4 separate regions of the Mus musculus genome follow, and all the other regions are linked to region 1. A link is a contact called in public HiChIP or PLAC-seq, Micro-C and promoter capture Hi-C data. All regions are on one chromosome and are shown on one strand. Each heading gives the region's core, a stretch centred on a gene start, on an enhancer-like site or on the middle of the called end of the contact. The rest is flanking DNA. Distances are from core to core; before and after follow the strand shown.

The links. Promoter capture Hi-C pulls out the DNA fragments that hold promoters and counts their contacts. A called contact is a pair of places that touch in the nucleus more often than the background predicts. HiChIP or PLAC-seq counts read pairs in DNA pulled down with a chosen protein or histone mark.
Region 2: a Micro-C map of embryonic stem cells shows a contact between it and region 1, with 6 times the contacts expected there. The contact joins the promoter of Plxna4 here to the promoter of Exoc4 in region 1. A contact is called at or near these places in 6 of 39 promoter capture datasets (the 3T3-L1 cell line, the C10 cell line, embryonic stem cells and 2 more), 3 of 484 Hi-C or Micro-C datasets (cortical neurons and embryonic stem cells), 2 of 115 datasets of contacts at active chromatin or transcription factors (bone marrow-derived macrophages and forebrain) and 1 of 9 other capture datasets (adipose tissue).
Region 3: a contact with region 1 is called in an H3K4me3 HiChIP or PLAC-seq map of bone marrow-derived macrophages, with 5 times the contacts expected there. The contact joins the enhancer-like site here to the promoter of Exoc4 in region 1. A contact is called at or near these places in 6 of 39 promoter capture datasets (the 3T3-L1 cell line, 3T3-L1-derived adipocytes, the C10 cell line and 3 more) and 2 of 115 datasets of contacts at active chromatin or transcription factors (bone marrow-derived macrophages and stem cell-derived neural progenitor cells).
Region 4: a promoter capture Hi-C map of embryonic stem cells shows a contact between it and region 1, with 2.0 times the contacts expected there. The contact joins the enhancer-like site here to the promoter of Exoc4 in region 1. A contact is called at or near these places in 3 of 39 promoter capture datasets (the 3T3-L1 cell line, embryonic stem cells and hippocampal neurons) and 1 of 115 datasets of contacts at active chromatin or transcription factors (bone marrow-derived macrophages).

What each region holds. Positions count from the first base shown.
Region 1 is chr6:33,247,831-33,250,405 of GRCm38.p6, forward strand. It overlaps Exoc4 (exocyst complex component 4), which reads left to right and starts at 1,298. Exons shown (of 18, transcript NM_009148.4): 1 at 1,298-1,408. The coding sequence starts at 1,323. It also overlaps the pseudogene Gm1401.
Region 2 is chr6:32,586,904-32,589,478 of GRCm38.p6, forward strand. Plxna4 (plexin A4) reads right to left here and starts at 1,289. Exons shown (of 32, transcript NM_175750.3): 1 at 401-1,289.
Region 3 is chr6:33,858,471-33,861,045 of GRCm38.p6, forward strand. The region is part of intron 13 of Exoc4 (exocyst complex component 4); the gene reads left to right. Among named protein-coding and RNA genes, the nearest start is that of Gm13853, 130 kb to the right of the region's middle. Within about 2 kb of position 1,306, at least 16 of the 459 cell types and tissues checked have an H3K27ac peak or open chromatin away from gene starts, as enhancers often do. A contact at or near this core is called in bone marrow-derived macrophages, where this site is marked.
Region 4 is chr6:33,768,537-33,771,111 of GRCm38.p6, forward strand. All of the region lies in intron 11 of Exoc4 (exocyst complex component 4), which reads left to right. Among named protein-coding and RNA genes, the nearest start is that of Gm13853, 220 kb to the right of the region's middle. Within about 2 kb of position 1,300, at least 19 of the 459 cell types and tissues checked have an H3K27ac peak or open chromatin away from gene starts, as enhancers often do. A contact at or near this core is called in embryonic stem cells, where this site is marked.

The DNA of each region.
Region 1 (2,575 bases), core at 48-2,547:
CCACTTGCCCTCCGGCTGGTTGCTGAACTCTCTGGCTCGAAGTCAGCCAGCTTCTTCTCTGCTGACCCTGCACGTCCCTCCAGGTTCTGCACTCAGGCAGCCCGGGATTCCATCTTCTTCTCCACAGCTTGAATAGCAGCCACCACTGTCCAAAGTGAGATTTCTGTGGTCTGGAAGTATGGGCTTTTCTCTGTTGTTTGTGAAGGTGGTGTGGCTGGAGCTAAAGGTGTGGAGCGCCGTTTCCTTCTGTGCAGAGCAGGTGTCGACTCCTCCGACTCCTCCATGGTCTCAGTCGCCCCACAACACCGACTGGAGGGAAAGTGCTTGGACTTTGTGCCTCTCCACCAGACGCCCAGACCCTTCTGGAAGCCGCCACCGCTGCTGTGCTGATACAAGGTGTGCTATGAGAGTAACCCCCCCCCCCCCCCGCCCGAAGAACTGCAGTGGTTCCTCCTTTTTGGGACTTTTTTTTGAGTGCTTTTATTTTAAAAGTATGGTTGAATTTCTACAAAAGATTTTCCTGTATCCATTGAAATTGGTCTGTGGTTCTCAACCTGTGGGGTTGACTCCTTTGGGGTTGCATATCAGATATCCTGCATATCAAATATTTACATTACAAGTCACAACAATAGCAAAGGTACAGTTATGAAGTAGCTATGAAATAATTTTATAGTTGGGAGTCACCACAACATGAGAAACTATATATATATATGTGACAGCCCCTAGGACAGGTACTTTTCCCCCTCACAGCCTGCAGCCTGCGACTTGGCATAACCGCAACAGTGAACTTGTACATAAGACGAATATAGAAACATTCAGTCTCAGAAAAATACCAAAGAAAAATCTCTGTGCGTGTACATTTTTGCATTTGGTTGATTTAAAGATGGTATTTGAAGTTAATATTTTTGCACACACAAGCATTCTTTTGGGACCTTTGTTTAAATAGAAGAATCTGCAATTTATCATCAGATACATTAAGTTAAAGCGTGTAAAATTATAAAATGGAGTAAACTGAAAAACAACTTAAGGTCTGTCTGAAGAGATCTAAAGAGACAGTAAGGAGGCTTGATGAAGTTGCCCTTGGTTTATTGTCCAGGCATGCCCGGGACCGGCAGAAGAACTACATTTCCCAGAATGCTTAGAGAGGACAGGAGCCTCAGCCTCCAGCTGAGTCTCAGTCCCGCCTCCTAACTCCAGGGATTGGGTTTTTCACTTCCGCGCCTAAGCGCTTCTCTTCTGCCATTGGTGGATGTTCCGGGTCAGCCGCGGAGTTTACACTTTCCCGGTCCTGTCAAGCACCTGGCTCTCGCTCCCGTACCAAGATGGCGGCAGAAGCAGCTGGTGGGAAATACAGGAGCACAGTCAGCAAAAGCAAAGACCCCTCGGGGCTGCTCATCTCGGTGATCAGGTGAGGGAGGCAGGAGGCAGGCAGGGTGAGGTCAGGGCAGCGGCTGGACTTCCGCGGTGGAAGGGAGAGGCATCGGCTGGGCCCCATCCGCCGGCCCTTCTCTCCCTTTTGGCCTCCCCCGCCCCTCCCCAGGGCCTATTGCCCGCCCCCGCCGGGCAGTGTTCTAAGACTCTCTGGGGCCGGGGTTAAGGGGAGGACACCCCACCTCCCCAGTCTTCTCCTCGGGGCATGGCCTTTACTTCTGTCCCCGGTCCTAAAAGCTGGCCCGCTTGGGTTCGGGAAGAAACCCAGCGCAGGTGTACTCATTCATTCCTACAACAGGTTCTGGTTGACCCTGGTGCTGTGCACACTCCTGAAGGCCGGGAGGTGTCCTGGGCTCGTGGGGATCAGGCCCAAGTTTCCTGTTAGGAGTTGCAGAGTGTCCAACTTTGGGCACTTTCCACTACCTGTGAATAGCCACAGCTTCAGATCCTAGGTTTTGCGTGAGCTGTTAGCATTGAATATTAAAGTGATCCATCCATCCTTCCTTCTTGTTTTGCTTTTTTCTTTCCTTTTCCTTCCTTTCTTCTTTCTTTCTTTCTTTCTTTCTTTCTTATTGCTTTCTTATTCCAGTTTCTTACTCAAAACCATACAAAAATAGAATTTCAAACTGCCCTCCTCATTACTTTTTCCCTAAACTATTAGGGTGAGAGTGGGGGTGGTTGACTATTTACTAGTCTTCTTCTTCTTATTTTTAAATGTTTAAAATGTTAAACAGACTTAGATCAGCCTGAATAAAATGCATTATGACACACTTATCCATTGTTGTCATTTGCATTTCATCCCATATATTTTCCTAAAACAAATACCCCTTGCTTCCCACTTTCCTCGACTTATCCTTCACTTTGATTTGAGTTAAGAGAGCTCCTGTAATGATCCTGATTATCTTTTTAAAACCTAGGATCCACCAGAATCTGGTAGGTTAAGCCCTTGAGAGAATGGGTAAATCAAGCTTTGAAAGGCTTTAAAAGTTTACCATTTAATCGACTGAAAAGGACCCGTGTATTGGTTTATGGCAGAGTTTAAGAGAATGGCCTGTTTTTATCAATTTTATTTTAAAACGAGAGGATAGAACTGTCTGTGAAAGTGATACACTTTGTAGGCCCTGAAGAGAAAACACTGCAGGCA
Region 2 (2,575 bases), core at 39-2,538, 660 kb before region 1:
AGCTAGAAACAGCAAAATCGTTCCCTCATCCTACCAGGCTGGATAGGAGAGTCAGTCATTTACTGAATCCCACCCTGAAAGTCCTGGGGAAGAGAAGTCTAGGTCCGGAGAGGAGAAGAACACGGGAAATCCCTGCTCCGGCTGCGATGCACCTACGCGGGTGTCCAGGTGGGACGTGGGCAGGTGCGTGAGCGCAGTGTGTGCCTGTGTGTGAGTATGTGTGTGTGCGCGCACGCGATTTGTGTTTTGCGTGTGTGTGTGTGTGTGTGTGTGTGTGTGTGTGTGTGTGCGTGTGTGTGTGTAGTGGGCTGCCTCAGAGCAGGCGAGGACTCCGGGACCGGACTCGCCACCTCCGCCCGCTCTGCCCAGCTGGCCCTGTGCCCGGCCGGCGGCTCCTTACCTGGAAGCGCGGCGTTTCCCTCCTTCAGCCCCAGCGCCGCATTGACACTGCAGATGGTGCCTGTACCGCTGCCTCTCGCCCTCCTCTGAACGTGTGCGTGTGCGCGCGTGTGGCTGCCTCCTCCAGCCCCAGCCCCGAACGCAAATACTCCACCGAGGCACGGGGAAGCCACGAGCAGCAGAGAAAAACGGAGGGGGCCAAATCAGAGCCTGCCGGGCTTGACAGCTCCTCTTGCAGCGTCCAAGGTGGGCGTAATGTCCAACAAAAAGGTCAGGAAATGAAGATCAATTCCAAGCACCCCTAGCTTCCATCCAGCCCCGGAGCCCAAGCAGCGACAGCGGTGGCTCTCAGGGGCTGCGGCGGCGACGCGGGGCTGCCCCCCTTCGTCCCCACCCCCGCGGGCTGAATGTCCTTGATGCCAAGCGGGCACGGCGGCGTCACTCCGCGCCGCCCATGCTAGCCGGGTCGGGCCGCTGCCCGGGCGCGGCGGCGAGTACGTTGGGGACCCGCCGGGGAGCGCTCTCCGATCCTCTGCGCGCCTCCCTGGGCAGTGACGGCCACCCCCTGGCAGCCCGGGGCTGGCTGCGCCGCTGTCGCCCCCAACCCTGGCCGGGGACTAGCCGGGCAGTGCCCAGGGGCCGGGGCTGGGGGGCCTCGGAAGCCGCCGGCAGCTCCCCGGGGAGGCGCGGAGCTGCGGTGGTAGCAGCGACGGCGGCGGCTAGCGCTGCGGCGGCCAAGAGCGCGGCCGTAGTCCAAGCCGAGCCTCCCAGGCGCGTCCCCGGCCCCCCGGGCGGGCTGCTCGCAAAGTTTGCAGGGGGCAGGGAGCGGGGCCGCCGCTGGCTCGGCCGCCGCCGGAGCTCCCGGGCTGCCTGCTGCCGCCGCGGCTCGCTGCTGCTGTGCATTGAAGCCCGGCCAAGCGCTGCAAAAACTCCAGCTGCCTGGCGCTCTCTGGGTCCTCCTCTCCTCCCTCCCGCCCTCCCTGCTTCCCTTCCTCCCTCCCTCTCCTCGCCTCCTCCCCTCCCCGCCGCCCGCGGCCCGCCGCCGCCGCCGCCGCTGCCGCCGCCGCCGCCGCTCCCTCTCTGGCTCGCTAGCTGGCTCGGAGCTCGCGACTGACATCTAGACCAAGGTAGAGCGGCCGGCAGAGGGGGCAGGGGGCGCTTCCCCGCACGCTGCCGCCACTGGCCCGCCTGCTCTTCCCCAGTGTGGACGTTTGCAGACACCCCCTGGGTCTTCTTGGCTTCCTCGAGTCACCCTGGCGGTGGAGACACAGGGCAGAGTGGTGCATATATGGTGCCACCAAGTGCACTTGGATCGGGGCATACTCCCAAGCAGGCATGTGGTGCAGGCGGTCAGAGGCACTTCTGGGTGTTCCTAACAGACACCAGCCAAACATACATCCATTCCTAACCTAGAATCCCTGTCCAGCCCCACCAACCAAGGTAATCCTACACAGAGCACTAGAGGATGCCCAAACCCAAGGTTTCTTCTAGTCCTAGGACAGAAATGAATGGCCAATGCCACAGAGCTTGTTAGGTAACCTGATCTGTCCAGAGGCTGACCTTGCTTCACTGTCTCTGAAGCCCTAGGTCCTGGGCCATGTCCTAAACATAACCCAGACATTGCCAACATCAGAATAGTTTCAGAAGCCCAAAGGAAGAAATCCAGAGGTTGCTTAAATTGAGAGAGCATCTGGCAGGCAGGGAAATAGGTGAGGCTGCACTATCTAGAATATCTCTACAAAGACCCCCTCCAGTTAATGAGCCCAACGACCAAAATAAATAAATAAAAATAAAACAATTTTCAAAAGGATGCCCACCTATTTGTCTACCCAACTCTGCATGCTAAGTTCAAGGAAATGGCTCTGTCAGCCAAGTTCAGTAAGACTAGCCATTCATCAAAGAAAGACCTCTCCAGGAGCTTATGGTTTGGGGTTCCTGACCCACTCTCCCATGACACTTTCTTCAACCTCAGTCACTTCCTGCGCATAACTGTCCCTCCCACCAAAACCTCTCAGAATCTGCTTACTAGGAAAAGGTTGACAGTGGTATAAATTCCTTCCCCTTCTTATAGGGGTAATGTTTTCACAAACATCAAAGTTATACCCTCGGTAGACTTTCGAGGTGACAAGTTGGACAAGCTTCCGGGCAGGTAGCACACTTGGGTCGGGTTGGACTT
Region 3 (2,575 bases), core at 56-2,555, 610 kb after region 1:
TGCAAGGCCAGCCACAAGCCAGCCAGACTCCTCCTAGTATCATTCTGGTGTCTGTAATTCCTGTGTCCTCCTGTCTCCCTTCCTAGGGTTCCTAGCAAGCCTGCTTAAATGTCTTCTCATGTTTGCTGAAGAAAGTTAGGAAGATAAACAAGATCTTAAAAGAATGTTCAAGTCCCTTAGTTGACACTTTTTGGCAAATAAATATCCAATATTCTTTAGATCCATATATGGCATTATTCTCTTTCTATAATATACTGTGCACACAGTGTAATAATAGTAGAGCCAACTGTATATCACCACTAAAAATAAGGCACACCAAACAGTGTCTGTGGTATTAAGAGTTCTCTATTGGATAATTTCTAATGGTTCCATAGTGTTGATGTGGTTCAATTTAATAAATCAAAGAGTTTAAAAATAAATCTGCAGCCAGGCATCTCGCTAAGGTTACTTTAACACATAAGACTCTTCCACAGGCTCTTTCACACATACACAAATCCTCAAAGGAATGACTTTGTGTGTGAAATGGTTATAGCTGTCAATCAGTTATTCTCCATGTCATGGTCTCTATGCGTCTTCCAGGTTGTTAGGTGGTGATTATGGATTCCTGTCAAATGAGATGTCTACTATGTATTCAACATGAGGCAGTTTGTATTTTTCTAAGTCTATTGCTCTCCTGTCTGAGGAGGTTAAGCAAATGTCACTGATGCGGAGGGAAGAGGGCCAGCATGCAGTGCCTGGGCCCACAGACCTGCACACATGGATTAGGCTTCTGCATAAATACGCTTGTCTTGATTGTCACATTCCACCCAGGGTTAGACCTGCATGCATAAAAATGGCTCCAAGCCTGGCTTTCAAAGCTCTTTGCTTCCCCTGTTGCTTTGTAACCTTCCAGCTCGGAGACATACTTTGTGTTATATCTATCAAAGGTGATTAAGGGGCTGGAAAAGTTGATTTATAAGGACATTTTAAGAAAAGTAGATATTTGCAGCCTAGCCCAAGGGAAGATATTATAGATGTTTGCTGTTCTCACATCATGAAGGAGCCTTCGTTTTGCTTTTCCCAGTAACTAGATTTTAAGGACAGCCAAATTCAGAGGAAGTTTTCTCAGGATGACCTCACTTATGCTAATTAGATGATCGTGTCAGTCAGAAATTACATTTAGCAACTACTAGCAAAGTAGAAATAGCAGCAGCTCGAACAATAAGGCCTTCATTTTCTCTTCTCTGACACAAAGCCCAGAAGTGTATTGTCTGGGGCTGCAGCGTGGCACCTGTGATGTCACAAATATGCTTGCACCATCTATCTTTAGGCTCCATTATTCTTAGCAATGACTTCCTCTCGAAGAGTCTCCTGCTGTCTCAGAAGAGTCACTGTATCTCAGCTGCTATGGCTGCATGCCAGACAGGGGATAGGGAAAAGTGGTCTTTGTCCACCATGATCACTTCAGAGAGTTGTCTCCTACACAGCTCTGATTTCCTATCACATGGCACTCAGAACTACATGTGCAAGAGGGATGGGGAGATTTGGTGAGATTGTTTGTTTGTTTTATCATTTTGACATTGGGCACATTTTCACCCACAACAATATGAAGGGCCTGTTACTAGGCAGAATTGGAATAAGGAGCACTAGGTAGGAAACCAGGGTTTCCTGTCATAGGAATTTACCTCTATAGTAACTGTACTGCTGGAAGGTTCCATCTGCAATACTATCCCTGGGACTTCCCTCCCACTGCTCACTCTTATATAGTGCACTTATCAGTACATACCTTGAGTCATTTATAAATAACTAGCCTTCCCAATACCCTAAGAAAAATAATAACTAAAACTTGATAGTTTCCAGCTGTCTCCTGAGAGGCTCTGCCAGTGCCTGACAAATACAGACGTGGATGCTCACAGCCCTCCAGTGGATTAAGCACAGGGTCCCCAATGGAGAAGCTAGAGAAAGGACCCAAAGAGTTGAAGGGGTTTGCAGCCCCATAGGAGGAACAACAATGTGAACCAACCAGTACCCCCTCCCAGAGCTCCCAAGGACTAAACCACCAACCAAAGAAAACACATGGAGGGACTCGTGGCTCCAGCTGCTTATGTAGCAGAGGATAGCCTTGTGGGACATCAATGAGAGGAGAGACCCTTGGTCTTGTGAAGGGTCAATGCCCCAGTGTAGGGGAATGCCAGGACAGGGAAGCAGGAGTGGGTGGGTTAGTGAGCAGGGGGAGGGGGAAAGGATGGGGGATGTGGAGGGGAAATGAGGAAAGGGGGTAACATTTGAAATGTAAATAAAGAAAATATCTAATAAAAAACATTTTTAAAAACTTAATGGTTTCTGTTAAGCAATTCAAGCATTGTGTTATATGCTTAAATATCCCTGGCAGGGGGTGAAGACAAGAAACACATTGCAGTGTGAGTTGCTGGTGGTAAAACTGGTGGATGGGCAGATAGAGACTGTGTTTTTATGATTATTGATATCTTCCCAGTGAAAAGTTTTCAAAACTACCTTACCTGATCCTCACTTTACTGCAGAAAAGGTCGGTGCCATCACTACCAGAAGTATTACATGGGGAATTTCAGCACCACAT
Region 4 (2,575 bases), core at 50-2,549, 520 kb after region 1:
AGATTTATTTCTTTTCCTTAAATGTTAGAGAAGGGGAAGAGCATCTCAGAAAAAGAAACTGGGAAGAAAGCAAGCTGGCTCAACAGCCCAAGCAAATGATAGCTATCATTCTCAGGAGGGAATTGCTGATCTGGCAAGATTCCTGGTAGCAGCCAGATGAGTAGAGACAGAGAACTGCTGTACTTAGGGAATTTTCAAGGTTCTTATCCTAAGTAATTTTTGCCCTGTCTGTATGTTGCCATTCTGGCTTAGGGACATTCTAGTGAGAAAGTGAATAGAAACAAGACTATCTCCGCTTGAAAGTTAAATGACCCTTTAAAGATTAACCGTTCAAGGAAAGCAGCTGGTCTTCTTCATGCTTTTCAAGGTTCCTACTCAACTTGTCTGTACATAATATTAGTGTGAGCATCTACAGTGGGCTGGGGAAATCTGGTCCATTGCCTGTGACAAGAATAACAGAATTCAGTCGAGTAATTCCCCTGTGTTAAAAGGCTATTGAAACTAAATGTCAATATTTATTAAATCCTTGCTCTGTGCCAAACTTATGGTTTCATCTCTGAGTGTCTTGGGACAGATGGATAGGGAGTACCAGTTGTGATGGTTCAGAAGCCAGGCACTGTACAGGGTGAAGAGAGGCACTGGGGGCCTTAAGAATCAAGAGAAACATTGGGTAAGAAGGATTCTGCATTGTTGTTGGATGTGTGTATATGGAGAAGAAGGAGAAAGTGTCCTGAAAAGGGGACACAAGATTCTCGGTGATCTAAAAGGACAAAGTGTCTGTGCAGAAGTGGAAGGAGAATGAGAAACAAGGTTAGACACAGCACCCCAGAGGCCATCTTGAGCTTTACAGGGACCAGCTTCCTGTTGACGTTTGACAGGGAAACATGAAAGGCTTTAGGGAATGCAGATCCTCAAGGGCAAGCCCTTTGAAGAAGACTGTGACTTTAAAAGTCAGAGACCTGGCATCACAGAGGCAGCTGATGTAGGGACCTAGTCACACTGAGCTAGACTCTCCTATGAATGTTTTGTTTGCTGGAGACTGAAGCTTGAAACAAGGGCCTGAGAACTGCCTAAGATAGGTGAACGCAGGCTTAGTTGTTTGAGGTTACTCCTTTGATGGATTGCCGTAATTGGCCAAACAAACTCAACAAACTGATTTCCTGGAATTTACATTACAGGTTTTCATTCCTTTGCCACAAAGGCCTCACAGGCCAGAGCTCCTCACCATCTCTGCCCACAGGAGCCACCAGCATCCAGAGCACATCCGGGTTGCTGAAAGATTAAGCTGTACATTTCTCATTCAATTTCTCATTCATTCTTTTTAGACCCACACAAGCTCTGTCAGTTGGAAATCCTGCCCTGGGGAGTAGACAACCCACAGCTAGCTCATTAACAGGTTATCTGCGTCATTGTGTCCTTTTTAGACTGTGAATATTAGGAATAGTCTTTTGAGAAGAAAAAATCATCTCAGCTTCTATTTGGTTTCTCTTTCTTTTTTTTCCCCATCTCAATCTTCTTTTACCCCTCATGGTTACAGCTCTTCTCAAGATGGATGCCCTATCTGTAGAGTCCAGAATACCGTGGGTATTCACTTGCAAATATGTACAAATTCAAATTCAGATAACTGCACTTAAATGAGCAGTTCCCTACCTCTGCTCACTGGGTGGACCCAGCACTTCTCTCTGCCCGATTTCCACTATAAGAGCTTAATTGCTTTCCCCCTTTTATTCCAAGAGGCATTTCTGAATTGGTTGTCCTCTTGGCTATTTCAAGGTCAAGGCTGCCTATCAGGTACTTGCAGAAATGCTTTGGTGAATTTGTTTGCTGTGTTTCTATGGCTTTCAAAGCTATACCAGGGCAAGCAACCTGAACAGAGTAAGGGCTGAACTGTGCTAATTTCTTTCCATTTCCCAACCAAAGTTGCTCTTTTCTTTCATCCTTTCCAATTTTGCCATAGATCAGTAGAAATTTTTAGCACATAGTAGGTTCACACTGAATGAATAAATGGAATTGCCAGCAGTGTTGTCAAAAGATGTACAAAAGCAAACTCACATTATTTTTCAAGTGAGACACCATTATATTTTAAAATAAATTTTCTTTCTGAAATTTTCCTCACAGAAAAGATGTAAGGACAGTGCAGGTCTCCTGAGGTTTCTTGCTGTCCATAGCCATGGCAGTTTAATTTTTATTTTTTGATTGTTTATTTCTTTTTATTAATTTTTTCAATTTTTATGTAAGTATATATTAGTACACTAAGCATGTTCCCCCTGAAACCTCCTTCCCCGGCCTTTTCTTGTCCCCCTGATGGTGTCCTTTGTTCCCTTGGACACTTCTTTCATGTCGTATGTGCATACATGATAATGTATAGCATATAAAATCTAAGAGCTGCAAGTGAGAATATATGCAACGTTTGACTTTCTGAGACTGGCTTATGTCACTCTAATGTGATTATCTCCAGTTGCATCCACTTACCCACCAATGGCATTCATCTTTATGGCTGGAAACGTTCCTTTGTGCATATATACCACACGTTTATAAATCCATTCCTCTGTTGCTGAGTCCTACTTTGTTCCAT